Regions from separate parts of the Anas platyrhynchos genome. Here region 2 is linked to region 1. The links are chromatin contacts, called in public Hi-C maps. All regions are on one chromosome and are shown on one strand. Each heading gives the region's core, a stretch centred on a gene start, on an enhancer-like site or on the middle of the called end of the contact. The rest is flanking DNA. Distances are from core to core; before and after follow the strand shown.

The links. Hi-C and Micro-C count contacts between places; a contact is called where the count stands out from the background.
Region 2: a Hi-C map of subcutaneous adipose tissue shows a contact between it and region 1, with 2.1 times the contacts expected there. The contact joins the enhancer-like site here to the promoter of ALPK1 in region 1. A contact is called at or near these places in 3 of 8 Hi-C or Micro-C datasets (F1 follicle, liver and subcutaneous adipose tissue).

Annotation. Positions count from the first base shown.
Region 1 is chr4:6,606,896-6,610,527 of IASCAAS_PekinDuck_T2T, forward strand. ALPK1 (alpha kinase 1) reads right to left here and starts at 1,970. Exons shown (of 15, transcript XM_072036906.1): 1 at 1,835-1,970; 2 at 953-1,061. It overlaps TIFA (TRAF interacting protein with forkhead associated domain), which reads left to right and starts at 1,507. Exons shown (of 3, transcript XM_027455794.3): 1 at 1,507-1,646; 2 at 2,348-2,614.
Region 2 is chr4:6,670,279-6,674,156 of IASCAAS_PekinDuck_T2T, forward strand. All of the region lies in intron 3 of FAM241A (family with sequence similarity 241 member A), which reads right to left. Among named protein-coding and RNA genes, the nearest start is that of AP1AR, 38 kb to the left of the region's middle. Within about 2 kb of position 2,488, at least 1 of the 8 cell types and tissues checked has an H3K27ac peak or open chromatin away from gene starts, as enhancers often do. A contact at or near this core is called in subcutaneous adipose tissue, where this site is marked.

The DNA of each region.
Region 1 (3,632 bases), core at 720-3,219:
CCAACAGGATAAGGACGCTTCCATGACGTTAAGCTAAACAGCGGAGCAAAATAGCAGGTGTCAGACTGGTCCGGGCTGTTTCTAGTCTCAGGTCTTGCCCTGCACATGGGTCCACAGAACAGCTTTTAGGCAGCAAAAGAAACACAGCTATGAAGAGTGGGATTCCTGGATATCCACACGCCATTATCAATGAGTTCCTGGCTTTTGAGTAGGCTAGGCAGATCACTAACCACTGTGCCACTTGCTCAATGGGCCACAGCAACCAAAAAAAACCAAACAGCCAATCCCAAAAGACCAAAATCTCGCATTGGGCTGCTTTACTGAATGTTCCTAAATCTTGTCAAAGCACTGGGAGGAAGTTTGCAGAAAGGGTTTACACGTTTAGTCGCTTAGAAAGAATTATCTGGAACACAGATATCCAGAGGGAGTCCTTTCACTCACTAACCTAGAATACACTTTCTATGATTCTTATGACCTAACATGAACTGCCCCGAAATAGGAAGAAACCGACTTCCCTTCAGTGACGCTCAGCTTCTCAAAAAGTGATTCTGATTGAAAGCTTATGAGAAAAAGTTAAGAAAAGTTAAGAGTTCCTAGTATTTCTCCATTTTCCGGATTTGCCTGTTTGGGACCTAGACTTACCTGAAGCCTTAGCAATCAGACCAAAGCTGTTAGAAAAACAGCACAACAACCAACCCCAACCACCTCAGTCTTTCAGCCTACCATAGTTGCTCATTACAAACACATAATTAGCCCCAGCAGATAGCCTTGCTAATATGCCACTGATAAGCACACAGACACACCAAATGCAGGAAACCATTATTTTAAAGTTACAAGCAGGGTTTTTCCAGGAACTTCCTTCTCCCTTATTACTGGCAAGGCAATGAACATGGGTGTCTGACACACAGCCAGGCAGAAGGCACCCCGAGAGGAAAGCACGGCTCCAACCCACTTCTGTGTCCACGTCCAGCACTGTCGCTGCAATCCAGTCCCAGTGTCTCGTCTACTATGCCACTCTGGCCAGCTCTGTGGGCTTTGCACTTCTATTCGCAGTTTCACTTCTGAAGGAAATTCAATAATCGAAAAAAAGGAAAAAAAGAGAAGTTAATGCAACATAGGAATGGACTCTAGTACACCGAGTAACTTTTTTTGTAGGCAGTAATTGTGGCTATACCCAGAAAGCCCCAGGAGGACAGAGTGCCGGGGATTTTCTGTTTCAGGGGAAAGGCTGCGATCGTTTTGCTGAAGCTGGCAGCATTTCAGCCAGCGCGAGTCTTAGGGCCGGGAGGAGCGATAAATCCAGTCCCAGACATCTCCTGTATGAAGTCACACAGCGCTGTATCAAATTAAGAAACTAATAAGAAAGACGTAGTTGGCGCGAGGCGAGCTAACGCCATAAAAAAGTGAAATAAACAGGAAGAGCACTGACATACCTCGGCAGCTACAACTGAAGTAACCTCACCGGGAAAGCTCTCTCCCGGCACCGAGGCCTTGTAAAGCGGCTGTATGCGGAAGCAAAGGTCTGGCAGGAATTACAGCAGGCAGCACATGCTGCGCGTTGCACAACGCTGTGCTTTCCAGAAGGCACCGAGCCCTGGTGCGCCAGCACACGCACCCAGCCTGCCTGCCGTGGCCCCGCTGTGCTGGTAAGTGAGCGAGCGGCTTCAGGGAATCGCTTCTGCTCTGCATCTCACGGGCTCCCTGCAAAACCTTGTCGGAGCCCTGCTGGAGGGCGCAGAGGGAGCCAGGCACACGCAGCAGAGCTATCGGGACTGATAAAAGCTCCTACAGGAGTGCGGTAGCGAAAGAACTTAGCAACCTGCAGGTGATTTACCTGTTTATTGAACAAATAAAAGGAGCCCGCAGATGAAATACAGCTCATACGACCCAGCACAGGCATTTAACTGCGTAGGCTCCAGCTCACAGTCCTTACCGGGGCACAGCACCCCGGGCACAGCACTACACATACACAGAGCAGTGCAGGACTGAGACCGACACAAAGCCTTTCGCTCTGTGCCCTGCCTCTCGTTCGTGTGTGGGAGTAATCTTGCTTAATAAGTAAATTGCAGCAGCTGAAAGGCAGGGAATGGCTCGTTTTTCCCACTGCGTGGCTGGGTTGCATCAGAATTTCTAGCGAAATGAATTTTCGGCTCAGCTTGGTTCAGCAGCGAGGAGAGGAGGCAGTGCCACGGAGCTGCTTAGAGCACAGGAAAATAACCGAACGCTTTTTGGTAACAGTGAGCTGTTACTTCAGAATCATGCCTTGTAATTACTACATTTTGTTTGTGTTCAAAGCGTTAATTTTGGAGGTGGGAAGTGAAACTGAAACTACTTATTCTTCTGAAAGCTTAACCTGCCACCTCTGCAGCACACGCTTCTTGCCAGCGGTGTGACCACTGGTTTGAGAAAAGTCCTCGGCGAATGTGACCTTTTCAGATGTCCGACAAAGACCCCAGCCGAAGCTGAGCTCCAGCCGCTTTTCGGAAAATAACAAGACGCCACCAGCACGTGCAGAGCAGAGCCTGGCTGTTCTCAAGGCGTGAAGCCACCGCCACCCCTGGCACCGGAGCTCCCCACCACATCCCGGCCCTCGCGTCCCAGCTGACGGGCACAGGTGAGGAGAGGTCCGGGCCCCCGTGGTGGCCTCGGGTGGTGGGGGAAGTGAAATGGCCTCTGGGGGCTGATGAAGGCCAGCACGGTTTTCAAGAAAGCCTTCTTGAAACCCTCATTCTGCACCACCCCTGCCCCAGGGTTTGTGGTCACTTAAAATGAAAGGTAAATAACAAGATGGATGCTGCTCTTTTTCTTGGTAGGCATGCTGAAGCCTTCTGCTCTGCTCTGCAGAAGCAGATAGGCAGGGTGGTCTGAGCTCTGACCTGAAGGTAGGGGGCTGTGGCTCTTGCCTGTGTTGCTAAACACCCACCTGGGAGCCCTGTGGTTCTCAGGTTAGGTAACCGTGTTTGCGATTCTCAGCGTCACGCCTCTGCATCTAAAAATAGGGATACTGATGCACACTGAAAGAAATGATGTTGAGAGAAGGGAAAATGGTAAAATCATGACAGTTTGACCCAAGTGAAAGTACAGACAACAGCACTGCAGTGGGCTACCTTACAGTTGCAGGAGAAATCTTGATTTTCAGTAGGGAAAGTTTCCTTCTCCAGATAGTATTCTCCAAAACCTTTTTGCTGCCCCATATGATCTAGCAATGAAAAGCTCTTTCAGTATTGATTTGGCATCAAACTCAGCCTTTGAGACTTGAGACAGAAAACTGTTTCTATAGACGATTTGTGAACTAAGTGAAATGATGTGGGTTTTCCCATTAGCCAAAGCTGACCTCGTGTAGCATCCTGCAAGCTCTTACACAGGTTACACGAAACAGCCAAGAGCAGAAGGAAGCGCAGAAGACAGCCCATCCTCCTGCTCACATAGCTCACCCAGCATGGCTCAGATGCCCATAAAACAGCAGGTTAAATTGTAAGCTTGAGTCAGGATGATTCGATGAATAGAACCAGTAAAGATAGCTCAGACTTGGTGTGACACGTTGGGAACTTTGTTCCAGAGATGTAAGACTTTGATTGTACTGTTTGATTCCAGCAGCTGCTCACAAATAATGCACTTCTCTGACCAGCAAC
Region 2 (3,878 bases), core at 1,238-3,737, 64 kb after region 1:
AAAAAAAAGAAAAAAGAGCAAGATGAAAGAAAATTAATAATTGCAAAGGGAAAATCAGTGGAAAAAGAAGTCATTGAATAGCTTTTCTAACAACCAAGTTTCATTTTCTTTTTGATGTCCTCATTCGTCCCTTTTTAACGACTAAAACTGCATAGCTTTTAATGCTAGAAAATAGCAGGATGTAATAGTACTGGAGTAAAGCTACTTCACATATTTTTAAGATTTCGTTTTCCCCTCTGGGCAGCTATCCTGGAACATTCTTTGTAGGACAGCTTACTGCAGGCCTCTCTCGTGGAGACCAGCGTTGCTGACCCACCATTTGCTGAAATAGCCATGCGATTTAGGCTAACTCAGGGCAGTCATTTTAAGAGATGAAAACTCATTAAGTTAAGGCACCTAGTCAAGAAGGAGGCAAGCTGACAAACCCATGCCCTGAGTTTTAATTCAGCATTCTGTTCAAACTCTGTGATGACCTTCCTGGTTCGGAGGAGTAGTCGGCACCAGCACTGCATTTTGAGGCTTGAAGGAAATGTTTGAAGCATGATTGTTACAGTTATATGATCCTTAGTCTTTCAATTAGAATTCAGTATTCTTCCTATCTGACTGTCTTTAAAATTATAAAATATAAAATGATGAGGTTGCACACTAAAAAGCTTTTACTAGGAGCTTTTACTACGGTTTTCATTGAGTTTACAAATGCCCCTATAGTCTTGTAAGAAATGCATGTAGGCTTCAACTTTGTTTTTAGTTCTTGCATTGGGATGAAGAATGTGAAAAAAGACATTGCCATTTACAGCTCCAGGACTGAAGGGGGAACCAAGTGTTCACCTATCTCCTTGCTTTGAGCTGGAGTCTGGAAAGGAATATAACGTATCTGGAACCATGTACCAGGGAAATTGGTCTGTGACTTCGTAGTGGTGGTGTTCCTTTGTGATCCTGGGTCAAGAGTCTGGCAGCAGGTGGCATTAGGAGGAGTCCCTAAACATTAAGAAGGCCACCTGCTTCTTGTCACCTTAAAATGTTGTTTCTGAATGCCTCTGTCTTAACCTCATCCTTACTCTCATCCCTGCTCTTTTTTTTTTTTTTTTTCCTCTTTGGGGAAACAATCATAAAACTCTCAAAGATTTATTTTCTTCGGTGCTCTGCAGTTAGTCAGACTCCTGTCCAGAGACCAAGTTCTTTGGCATATGACAAGCACAAGGAGAGAGGAAGCTAAAATACGACTAATAATAATAAAAAAAAAGTTACTGTCCTAGTTTTGGTCACCATGGCAACAATGATGAAATAGTCTTATTCTCAGTTTTAGAATACCACTCCTGTAGTATCTTTTGGAGGGAATTTGGTAAAGATAAGAAATTTTCTCCTTTAATTCCTTTAACAACTAATTACAGTACTAATTCTGGGTTGAGGGCAGAGAAGAAATAGGGTGGAACTAGCAGGATGGGAGAGGAGATGACAGCAAAGAGCATGTTAGAAATTGTTCCTCTGCAGCTACACTTTGCATCAGGAGATGTTCATCTGATGTGTACAGTGGAGATCCATGCAGAGCACTTTCATCGTGGCCAGGAAGAACAATACAATTACATCTCGAGGACCCTAAGCACAGGGGACAGAGGAAATTTTGAAGGAAGCAGCCTCTCTGTAGGCAGGACCTGGGTATCAGTTTTCATTTCAGTGTGTGTTTTTAACAACTCAGCTAAAACTCATCATGAGACCACTGTCAAAGTGCTTGAGATCAGAAATGGCATCCATGTGATTCGAGTATGCTGCTCTGTTTCTGGGAATCGCTTATCACTTGAGTTGCTTATTTCTACAACTGGGCACTGATTGCACCTATGATCTCCAGATCATCATCTGCTCCCAGTGACAGTGCAGGGTCAGGCAGATCCCTGCTGTGCAGTGTAAATTAGTACATGATTGCGCTTCCTTATAGAAAAGCTAATTTAAGCAAATGCCTTGGAAACACTTCTCATTAACAGCATGAAATCGGTCAGAGTAAATGGGACTCTTATGCCAGCTTTGTGCAAGATTAAGCCTTTTATTGTTTCTAAGAAAGAGAACCAGATACTGTAGGTAGCATTTTCTTGTGTTTGTTCTTACAATCATTATTCACTTGCTCACCTACAGCCTTTTTCCAGCTCACTTACAAGCGATTGATATGAAAACCTGCTTTTTCAGCAGAACAACACTTGCCAGGGTTCAGGAAACGTTCAATAATTGTACATGCATGAAGGAGACAGAAACTTTCCCTCTTTAATGAGAAGTAATGTATACAGAGGTGCTTTCAGCAGCCTCTGAGAAGCCTGGAAAAGCAAGCTGAGCAGGACAGCACCAGACGGTTCCAAATTACCCTTGATGCAAACGAACAGAAAAATAAGGCCAAAATGTGGACTGGCTGGACTGGAAATTAAACCTCTTCTCCAATTCCATGTCATCAGCGTGTTGTTCCTAACCACCAGCTGGGACAGTGTCAGAGATCTGTCCGAGCACAAAGGGCTTGGCAGGGCTTCTCTGTGATCTCAGCATCTGGCTTCTGGGAAAGCCATCACCGTCAGAGAGCTGCTGTGAGGGAGAGGAAAGGATGGAAAGGCTCCAGCAGGGAGACCTGCACTTGTATTTCCAGGAGCGTACTGGCTGGGGATACTGGTGTGGGCTCACCGCTGCCAAACGAGGTGGATCTGTTCTACTGGGTTCCAGCTGCCATCAGTGTATTGCACATCACCTGGGCCTTATGCTGCTGCCTTCACCTAAACATGCGCACACATAATCATGCAAACTGGGCAGAATCAAGCGTTTTAAACAACACTAAACTCCAGTTTTTGCACAGATGACTGTTAAAATGGCTGTTTTCAGGCTCAAACTGTGTTTACAGTCTACTGATGTTTTTACACTTAACTAATGTCTGCAGCCTGACTTCTATCTGTTATATTGGGAAAGGAACATCAGACAACACGTGTGCTGGACTAAAACTGCATCAAAATAAGAGTTTATGAACTCTCTACTAGCATATTTTCCAAAAGTGCAGGAAGCTCTTCCAGAATGAATTGTATCACCTGTTTGGCTTGCTCTTTGTCCAAAATTCTGAGTTTGCACCATTCTTACATTTCCCTTTTTCTGCTGCATTAGGTATAAGTCACTGGCACTCATATCTTCTAACAAACCAGATAGAGGGAAAATGTAGTCTGCCCTATACACTGCAAATAGATTTTATTTCCCTAAAGCTTTCACCTAATTGAGGCCAAGCTGTTTTTATTTTAAGTCAATGAAAAAAAAAATCCCATTCCCTTCATTAAGATCAAAATCTTTTCCCTAGAAGATATCTGAGTAGACTGCATTTCCAGAAACACACTGATCATTGCTCAATAGCAGTTTACACCTCATATAATCATATATAAACTTTTCCAGGTGCTTTCAAACAGAGGCCCGATGACAAAGTGCCACCTGGTGGACAAAATTATTTTTTTTTGCTGTTCCACACCTAATTTCACATACTAAAAAATACCTCCTTCCTTCCAGCAATACCTGAGGTACAGAAGCTCCTGGGAAGAAGACCTAAATAAATTATATATATATACATATATATATATATATTTTTTTTTAGAAGTAGTCAAGGCAGTCATCTACTTTTTCTACCATAACTCCTGCAGTCGTGAAGAACGCTGACAGCTGCAGTAGGAGCTGCTCCTGTAGCAGGCATGCAAAATGCCAAGAATGACAGGGTGTGTAGTGTGAGTGCTGGAAACTCATCTTCCTGAAGAGGAAGCCTTTCCTCCTACTGGCTGTTATCACTGTAGCTACAGAACTGTTTTTTACTTCTGGTGTTTTCCTCTAAGCTTCTGTAGGAGCCTGATTTTTTTGCTACGTTATATATTGCTGCT